2 separate regions of the Sus scrofa genome follow, and region 2 is linked to region 1. Evidence: chromatin contacts called from public Hi-C data. All regions are on one chromosome and are shown on one strand. Each heading gives the region's core, a stretch centred on a gene start, on an enhancer-like site or on the middle of the called end of the contact. The rest is flanking DNA. Distances are from core to core; before and after follow the strand shown. Region 1 holds the start of HNRNPA3 (heterogeneous nuclear ribonucleoprotein A3). Region 2 holds the start of LOC100517977 (tetratricopeptide repeat protein 30B-like).

The links. Hi-C and Micro-C count contacts between places; a contact is called where the count stands out from the background.
Region 2: a contact with region 1 is called in a Hi-C map of liver, with 6 times the contacts expected there. The contact joins the promoter of LOC100517977 here to the promoter of HNRNPA3 in region 1. A contact is called at or near these places in 3 of 47 Hi-C or Micro-C datasets (fibroblasts, heart right ventricle and liver) and 1 of 2 datasets of contacts at active chromatin or transcription factors (alveolar macrophages).

The regions. Positions count from the first base shown.
Region 1 is chr15:82,956,552-82,961,099 of Sscrofa11.1, forward strand. HNRNPA3 (heterogeneous nuclear ribonucleoprotein A3) reads left to right here and starts at 1,778. Exons shown (of 10, transcript XM_021075138.1): 1 at 1,778-1,933; 2 at 3,862-3,984; 3 at 4,074-4,220; 4 at 4,311-4,521. The coding sequence starts at 1,862. LOC110256983 (a long non-coding RNA gene) reads right to left here and starts at 1,686. Exons shown (of 4, transcript XR_002339079.1): 1 at 1,175-1,686.
Region 2 is chr15:83,356,863-83,361,410 of Sscrofa11.1, forward strand. LOC100517977 (tetratricopeptide repeat protein 30B-like) reads right to left here and starts at 2,670. Exons shown (of 4, transcript XM_003133505.5): 1 at 1-2,670.

The DNA of each region.
Region 1 (4,548 bases), core at 528-3,027:
CCTTTATATATTAATAAGACACTAAGGGTATAAATTTTCTCAAGTACTTGTGTTAGCTATCACTGAGTAACTGATAAGCAGAACACGTAATAATTTGCTTGTGATAAAAGAATCAGAGCAACCAGAGGATGCTTTGAGGCTTATTTCATTCAAGTTACATTAAGGCCTGGTGACTGTTTTTGCCCCAGAACAGAGTACCTTTTGCTCTTGTTTCCCAAATAAAACACTGTTCCACTTGGGCAATGCTAGATAAACATCAAAATCTTGATCTTTGTGTTCCTTTTTTTCCAAACTCTGAACCCACCATTACCCATTCATTAGCTAACTGCTTTTCAAATAATGGAGAATATAAATGATTAGATTTCTGATCTTTCCAAAGGAGGGCCAGATCAATTCTAAAGGGTTGGTACATTAAAATACAGGGCATTTCTTAGCATGGTAGGGAAACCTGCCAACTGTGGTCTCTTTTATCAGTACCTTGCTCAAATACGGATCCACAAATTATTTACAGCTGTCATGGGTGTCGGAGATGACCAAATCTCGAAAAGACCCTAAAACTAAAGCTTAGCATGTAAATCAACTATACTTTAATTAAAAAAAAAAAAAAAAAAGCTTAGTAAGTTCAAATGACTTAAAGTTACTAGGTAGGGAGTTTACGTCTTGGCTCAGTAGTTAACAAACCCTACTAGTTGTGGGCTCGATCCCTGGCTTCGCTTAGTGGGTTAAAAATCTGGATTGCCATGAACTGTGGTGTAGGTCGCAGATGCGGCTTGGATCCTGCCTTTCTGGGGCTGTGGTGTAGGCGGGCAAGTGCAGCTCCAATTCGATCCCTAGCCTGGGAGCCTTCATGTGCTGCGGCCCTAAAAAGACAAAAGACAAAAAAATAATAAATAAATCTATTTCTAAAAAAAAATTACTAGGTAGGCTGAGATTAGCTCCATAGTATTTAACTCCTTAATTGATCTTCTACGTTATACTTCACAAATAAAAATAAGATAGAAATCACTCGCAAATAGGAAGCATATCTGGTGATCCTACTTTTCATCAATCTTGTAAATCATTCCTTAAATCCTGTCTGTGAGAACAGTTGCTCAGTTCTTTCCACAGTAACTAGAAGTGTCAGAAAATAGTGCCAACAGATTTCTTAAGATCAGTGTGTACCTAATTAACTGACCTCGAACGCTCCTGCCTCAGCTGTTAAGGATGAAATTTCAGTGTCAGCCGCGCGTTTTAAGGTCTTTCCAAGGTGCTCAAGATACACACAATCGGTGTCACAGGAATTTTCAGTGCGCGCCCTCACAGTGGGCATCGCAGTCAGACACACACCAGTTTCTGGCATTTTGAAACCCGCGAGAAGACACCGAGGGGGCTTTCTTGCAACCATAAAGTACAAGAGAAAAGTGTGGTTTTATTCACGCACGGGAATGAAATGAATTTGGTAATGGAAAGCTAGAGGCCCACGTGGGGGAGGGGAAAAGGAGCGCAAGAAGAAAGGGAAACAAGCCTTTTTCTCCGGTGACGCGCGGTCACGAGGCGTTCCCCCGACGTGGGCGCTGGCCATTGGCCGAAACCCAGACGACGTCCTCGCAGCCACCCAGGCGCGAACGGCGGCTAGGGCGGCGTCGCACTGGAAGTTGGCTGAGCGCGCGCGCTCCCGGGGCCTGCCACGCCCCCACCCTCTGCCCGCCAACCCGCTCATCCAGTCCCTCTTCGCGCCCAGTTGGCCACGCCCTGCACCTATTCGCCCCTCCCCCCACTAGGCCGGCGGCGCGCGGAAGGCGCGTCACGTGGTCACTGGCCCCGCCTCTTCCTCTCGGTCCCATATTGAACTCGAGTTGGAAGAGGCGAGTCCGGTCTCAAAATGGAGGTAAAACCGCCGCCCGGTCGCCCCCAGCCCGACTCCGGCCGTCGCCGCCGCCGCCGGGGGGAGGAGGTATTAGGGGGAGAGTGGGGGGTTGATGGGTAATGGCCAGCATGAAGGGCCTGGCTCGGTGGGAGCGGGGAGGCCGGGCGGACCGGGAGGCTGTCCCGCGCTCTGCGTTGAGACGGGCGGTGGTGGGGGGAGGGGAACGGGCTTCAGAGGTTTTTTCGGGGCTTCTTGCCCGCCATGCGTCTCCTTCGTCTGCACAGGTGGTCTTTTGCTGCGAGGCGTGGCTGGGGAGACCTCGGGAGGGAAGTTGGTCCGCCGGCCGCGCGGCCTCGCATCCAAGGCCGAGGACGGCATGGCGGGCCTCGGCGGGAGCGGTTGGGAGGAGGCGGTGGGGGAGGGGAGGGGACGAGCAGGCACATCCGGGCGAGCTAGCAGGCGGGCGGCGGCCACACTGACATTGATCCGCTGCCGCGTTACGAAATGGCGCATTGGCACGCAATGGCCGCCGCCTGGCTCCGCCGCCGGGAGAACGTGGGATTGGAAGGGAGAGGAAGGAGGCGGCCCAGCAGAAAATGCCGCAAATGGCCTCGAAGCTTGGGGCCTAGTGCTTTCAAGGATGTTCTCCCGGTGCCTTAGGCCTTACATACCTCTCTCAGGAGAAGAGATTCTCTCGGCTGTGTTCTTCGCAACACTCAGTTGAAAATAATTTTTTTGTTTAGTTTGCTGCTTTAAAATACTTTTTGGTCTGCCATTTTTGCTGAACTACTTAGAATTATACGCAGATTTGCACCATGTGGGTTAAATACTGCATCTTAGAATTTGCATGTAGATGTAAAGTAGGAAATTAAAAACTTTTTGATACTCATGTTTTCTTTTTTCTGACGGGTTGGCTCACGTTGTAGTTTCTTGGGTATTTGTTTTAGAGGACTGCAGCTAGAGTCGAATTTTTTCTTTTACTTGAGATAATTTTCCTGTTACAGTTTCCGTCAACTTTGTGTAACGTCAAGTACATTTAATCAGAACTTGGAAAGTGAGACTAAGTGAAGTAGTACTTTAGGCTATTAATCATTTAACTTTCCTAGCATGTCATAGTCTCTTCATATTAGATGCTTAATGTCTCTACTTTTAGAAGACACAGGAAGACCTTAGAATGTAAATGTGAACTCTTTTTAAGGACTTTGGATGCATATAAAGTGGCAGATCTTGTTTGTTAAATTGTGAAACGGTCAGGCCGTGTCTTAATTTTTTAGATTTCAATTTGTTTTATTGTGCTCCATTCCTGTCAAATAATATACTTAACACAAATCCTTTTTTGTGATCAAATAAAATGTTGTTATTGACATTTTTGGTGTTGTACAGCTGTGAATAGGAACTGTTTACAGTATATTAGTTGTAACAAATCGATTACAAGAAGGTATCAAGCAAGATACGTGGTGGATTTTTTCATGTCTTTTTAGGAGTACTTATTTTAACATCTTTATTTGCTTGTAAGTGGTAAATTTCTCTAAATTTGGCATTCATAATGCAGGTTGTACTTCAGAGTTTTGTGGTTTAAAATTAAATGCTTGTTAGGGTGTAGACACAGGGGAAGACATAAAAAGAAATGGCATAGATGTATCACTGCATTTACAACACTTTGGTTTCTTAGGAAATGGTTTCTCAGTAGCAACTTCTAAAATAATTTGTCCCCAGACACTTGTAAATTGTAGTTCAAAATTACGGGACTTTTGATTGTGGAATTCTGTTGAGTTTCAAGTTTAGTTTTTAAGTGATGCTGGCATTTCAAAGTCTGGTTATAGGTTTTCTTGGTACTTTGGTCCCTTTAATCGCTGAATGTGTATGATCTTATTCCAATTTTTAACTGGACAAAGTGTTAACAGTACAAGGATTTGATGTTAAGTTTATTTGTAGCAGATTAAAAGGCTTGTGCATTTTTCTTAGCATTTGCCTACTAAACGAACTTATTAAAATGTATTGATTTGTTTATTCAGGGCCATGATCCAAAGGAACCAGAGCAATTGAGAAAACTGTTTATTGGTGGTCTGAGCTTTGAAACTACAGATGATAGTTTAAGAGAACATTTTGAGAAATGGGGCACACTTACAGATTGTGTGGTAAGTTATTAAAGGAACAAAAAAGGTTCTTAAAAAGGGTTAGAGCACCTGTGGAGGTGTTTCAGTGCTTTAAAATTTTTGTTTTCTAGGTGATGAGAGACCCCCAAACGAAACGTTCCAGGGGATTTGGTTTTGTGACTTACTCTTGTGTTGAAGAGGTGGATGCAGCAATGTGTGCTCGACCACACAAGGTTGATGGACGTGTAGTGGAACCAAAGAGAGCTGTTTCTAGAGAGGTGTGTCAATAATAACATGTTGTGTGACATGAAGTTGTAAACTTCTGGGGTTTTTTTTTTTTTTTTTACTTAAATATATTTTATTTGAAGGATTCTGTAAAGCCTGGTGCCCATCTAACAGTGAAGAAAATTTTTGTTGGTGGTATTAAAGAAGACACAGAGGAATACAATTTGAGAGACTACTTTGAAAAGTATGGCAAAATTGAAACCATAGAAGTTATGGAAGACAGGCAGAGTGGGAAAAAGAGAGGATTTGCTTTTGTAACTTTCGATGATCATGATACAGTTGATAAAATTGTTGGTAAGTAGCAGTTTATCAGAATTTGAG
Region 2 (4,548 bases), core at 1,420-3,919, 400 kb after region 1:
CTTTGCAGCGGAAAATTCTGTAAGGAATAAAAAGGAATTAATGAGGTGAATCTTTCAACTACTGTATTAGTCTTCAAACACTCGGGACTGCGAAAGTCGTGAGTCAAGCAAGGTAGAGGAAACGCCTCCTTGAGGTTCAGAGATAGAAACTCGACTTCCCGGCATGCACCGGTCAGATCTCGCCAGCACGGGACGTGACCGCGCTGCATGCTGGGAGGCGTAGTCTCTACCGGACAGACAGGGCGTGGAGAGCCAAGGTTTCACTTACTTTCTTTTGGTGATGTGGTTCAGTGTTTCTGGCTTCCTGTTTGTTACCGTCTCTGGCCTGGGGAGGGAAGATTTGCGGTCTGAAGTTTCTTGCGGTTTTAGCCTTGTACTCTGAAGTACATACAAATGTGTGTTTTGCGGTTTGTTTTTGTAATTTACTGTGAAGGAAAAGGTGTAGTATTTCTTTGGAATTCCCCTGGAATTACAGTAAGTTCTGTTTTTAAGCTGCCTTGAGGGCACACTAAGACAGGATGTAGAAGATAAGAATCCTTATTTTTGTCGTTTCTATAGTTAACGATGGGAAATGGTTTTGTGACTATTATCTGGTACTGGGAAATGTTCAATTTTAGATCTAGGGGCCTTCCCCTCGCTCCCTTCACAAACAATTATTACAGAGCAGATGTTGACGTTTAATTTTGGCTATATCTATTGGCCTGGTCTATCAACTTTCGCTACAAATAAGAAACCAGCCATGAAGTTCCTTATGTGGCTCAGCGGTAACAACCCGACTAGTAACCATGAGGTTGCGGGTTAGATCCTTGGGCCCAATCAGTGGGTTAAGGGTCTGGCGTTGAGGTGACTTGTGGTGTAGGTCACAGACCCAGTTTGGCTTGGATCCCACGTTGCTGTGCCCATGGCGTAGGTAGGCCAGTGGCTACAGCACCAATTAAACTTCTGGCCTAGTGTGGCTAAAAAGACCCAAAAAAAAGGGAAGAAGAAAAGAAAGAAACCAGTCTTCCTAATCTCCCTACATCTCCATTGATCATCAGTGATGTGCATTCTCCTGTATAGTACTTAAGATAAACAGTGTTTGAATAAACATCTTTGCTATATACTATATGCTTAAAGACTTCTGTGCAAATCCTTTATCTGCCTCCTAAATAGTTTTACTGCCCATACATCTTTTCTACATATAAATTCCAGAGCTGATACCAGTTGCAATTTGTTATTGTGCCACACTTTGCTAGAACATTTACATATATTATTTCTAATCTTAATCACTACCATGTGTTCTGCATATTACCAATAAGGAATCTGTATACTAGAGAGTTTTAAATAATTTGCTCAAGACCACACAGCTAAGTGGTAAGCAGCAGTGCCTTGATATCCAGCAGCTAGTTTCAGTAGAAGACAGTGACTGCTCCTAACCTAGTCCATGCATTTCCTATAGATGAGTTTGTAGAGATCCAGCATTTGGTGCCACACCGTATGCTGGAATATTAGTGTATTTTTTTTTTTCTCCATGAGAACAACCAACCATCTTGGTGTGGGTAGTAGAAATTTGAACTTCCAGTTCTGAATTGCAGCTTTGAGCAGGTGTTAGGAAATAACTAGTCTGGTGTGGGTGGGTTGTATAGTTCCTAGTCACCCAGTATAGCAGGAAGGAGACTTCTGCAAGCATGTGATTGACTGTATAGCAACACAACTGACCTTCTGTCCTCATTCTTCTTCCTTGCTGAGAAATTGGCAGAGCTCTGTCCTTCTGGGTGGACCAGACAGTGAAACTTTCCTTTCATCAATACCGAGAAGAGGACAAACTGTACCTACCCATTTCAGAGGAGCTGAGTGGCATTCTGGCCGACCTAAGATCCCCAGAGAAAGCAGCTGATGAGGCCCACATTACTTCTTTCAACCTGATCTCTGGGTGCACCCTTTTAGGGCCTTCTACCCAGGGAAGTGCCTGGGTTGAGGGATGCTTGCTCATGCTGGTCAGTAATTAGGAACGAGTGGGAGTGGGAGGGAGGAGCTTCACTTTTATGGCTGCCTGACTACACTTGGCCCTTGGAAACTCAGGCTCAATATTTTAAAGTCATTATGTATGACCTATTACTTAGGACAAGTTGCTATTGTAAATCAAGGTAACAGGACAGAACATGGAAATGGGAAATTGCCTTTTATAACTTCGGTCTATCAGTTGGATCTCCAGAGTTGTATTTGCGTCATGAGAGCATTCACCCTCAAATGGCTTCTTGGAAAGGTATGCAAAATAGAAGGACTCTGCTCTCCCCCAGATTTCTCTGATCCCCGCAGGCATCAGTGGAGGGTCCCTTCTTTGTGCTGGTACCTGTCTGTGAGCAGCTGAAGTGGGCAGGAGGGAGGCTGTCCTGTGTCTTCCTCCTTAGTTCATGTGCTGCTGCTCCCAAGGCCTGGCTTGAAAAAAGCAGGACATTCGGCTTAGACAGATGGAGGGCAGGGTCATTTTCAAAATGAAATGAGTGCACAAATCATACTGCGAAATTGGCATGACCGTCCCTGCTGCTGTGATAGACTGACTTTTGTTTAGCCTCTGACAGGCAATTGGGGAATGGATGAGTTTTGTTGTTGTTGTTGGGGAGGGATGGTGAGGGAAGGTCCTTTAATTAATGATAGAAATTCTGGAAAGCACTAAATGAGGGGAAATGTTGTAAAAAAAAAAAAAAAAAAAAAAAGGTCATAAAGGATCATTTTGTTTCTAACAGAATCTTGAAAAACTGGAGCGTATATCAGGAAAGCCGGTGTGTTGTACCAATTCTAGCAATAAGAAAGCATTTGGTGGTTGCAATAAAAAGATTTAGTGCCTTATTGAAAGGACTTAGACTTTAGGAAAATGGTGTTGGACTCAAGGTGGATTTTGCTGCATAAGGGGAGGCATGTTTGCCGTGTAGAGGAATTCCATTTCAGGCAAAATGTTTGAAGCTAAAAATATGGTGTTTGATTCTTGATCTGCTTATGATTCTGCCTGCTAAACTGTGAGATAACTTAATTCTATATTCTATTTGTATGCATAATCTATCTGACATTCTTCTAAAACTAGTTGGAAAGTTTTATTATTTACCTTCTAAATATAATCACTTCCTGTTGGTAGATATTGGTAATTTATGAACATCTGAGCAACCACAGCTGTGGTCACTTCCCTTAATAAAGGAAGACCTTCTGCAAAATTATTTTCCAGTTGTTATCTCCTTTCTTTTTCATTCCAGGCCATTTTCTTCAGGATGGCCAGTTTGGTGGTTGAATCCCCTGCTTCTTCCATCTCACCCCCCAATCTTCTGTGATAAATAGGGCAAAAAGAATAAATTTGAGTCAAATTGGTAATGTAATTGATTGACTTTTAGGAGAATAAGTTCAATCTTTTAAAAGTTTTGAAAAAATTGTATATACCAGGTCAGCCCTTGGGAACATTTATGCTCAGATGGTAAGACATTTAACCTCATTATGAATTTGCTTTTCACTAGTGGTTCCAGCTTTATTAATATTTTAGTTAGATTTCCTTTTTGGATATACCTTTTTAAATCAAGTAGCTTATATTTGGGGGACTACAGTGTTATTATCGGAATTAACTTATCAGGGAGAGCACAATAACATTATGGTTTATAAACAGAATTACCAGAGAAGGCACAACTGTGGATGCTGGCATTTAAAGAAATCAATCAACCATCCAAACAGAGCTCCTCTAAGCCCCTGTGTTTATGCAGTACTTTCTGTACCAGGACCAGGTCATGCTTTGCCTAACTCCCCTCATTAATCGTCACAACCCTTCTGTGAATTAGGTAATTCTTACTGTTAGCCCCACTTGAAAAGCGTGGACTGAAAAGCACAAAGAAGCCAGTGGTTGCCACAGCCAGCACGTAGGCCTGGTGATTGCTTGAGCTGGCCAGTAGGGGCCACACTGCACCTCTTCCCTCTCCCCCTGTGCACCTCTCCAGTCATTTGCATTGGCCTTGGATCATTTGCTGCAGTTTGTTCTAATAGAACAGGCACAATGGTGTAAGAATTTTAAAGTTTAAGTACCGAAGCCGTTGTGTAATTGTATGGCGTCGGTGGCTGGCGGCCCTGCATTGATGCAATCCCCCTGTGTAATTGCCTGTGCAAATCTGAGTAATATGAAACAGACCAAGAACCCGTCCTGGGCTGCAGACTCTTCTCCCTCCAGAAAAACCTCAATAATTCGAAGAACCTTTTGTCATCTTGAAAATGCTCCACGGACAGGGCTGTACCACTCTTCTTCCCACACAGGCAAACATCACAGATCCAGACAAGGTTAATGAGCTAAATTGACAGCCAAAATTTAAATTGTAGGTCTTCAGATGCATGCTTGCCTCTTTCAGCCCTTAAATCACCCGTCTCAAGAGAAATAAAGAATATTCCAGAGCTTTAGTTAAACTCAAAGCATTTTATTAAAAACAAAGATACTTAGGTCTCAGTGCAGACTGTTTCAAAGTCATGAATTAGTTGCCTGTGAAATGGCCAAGCAGTATAAACTTAGTATTCTTACAATGAAACATCAGCTTGGGAAATCGA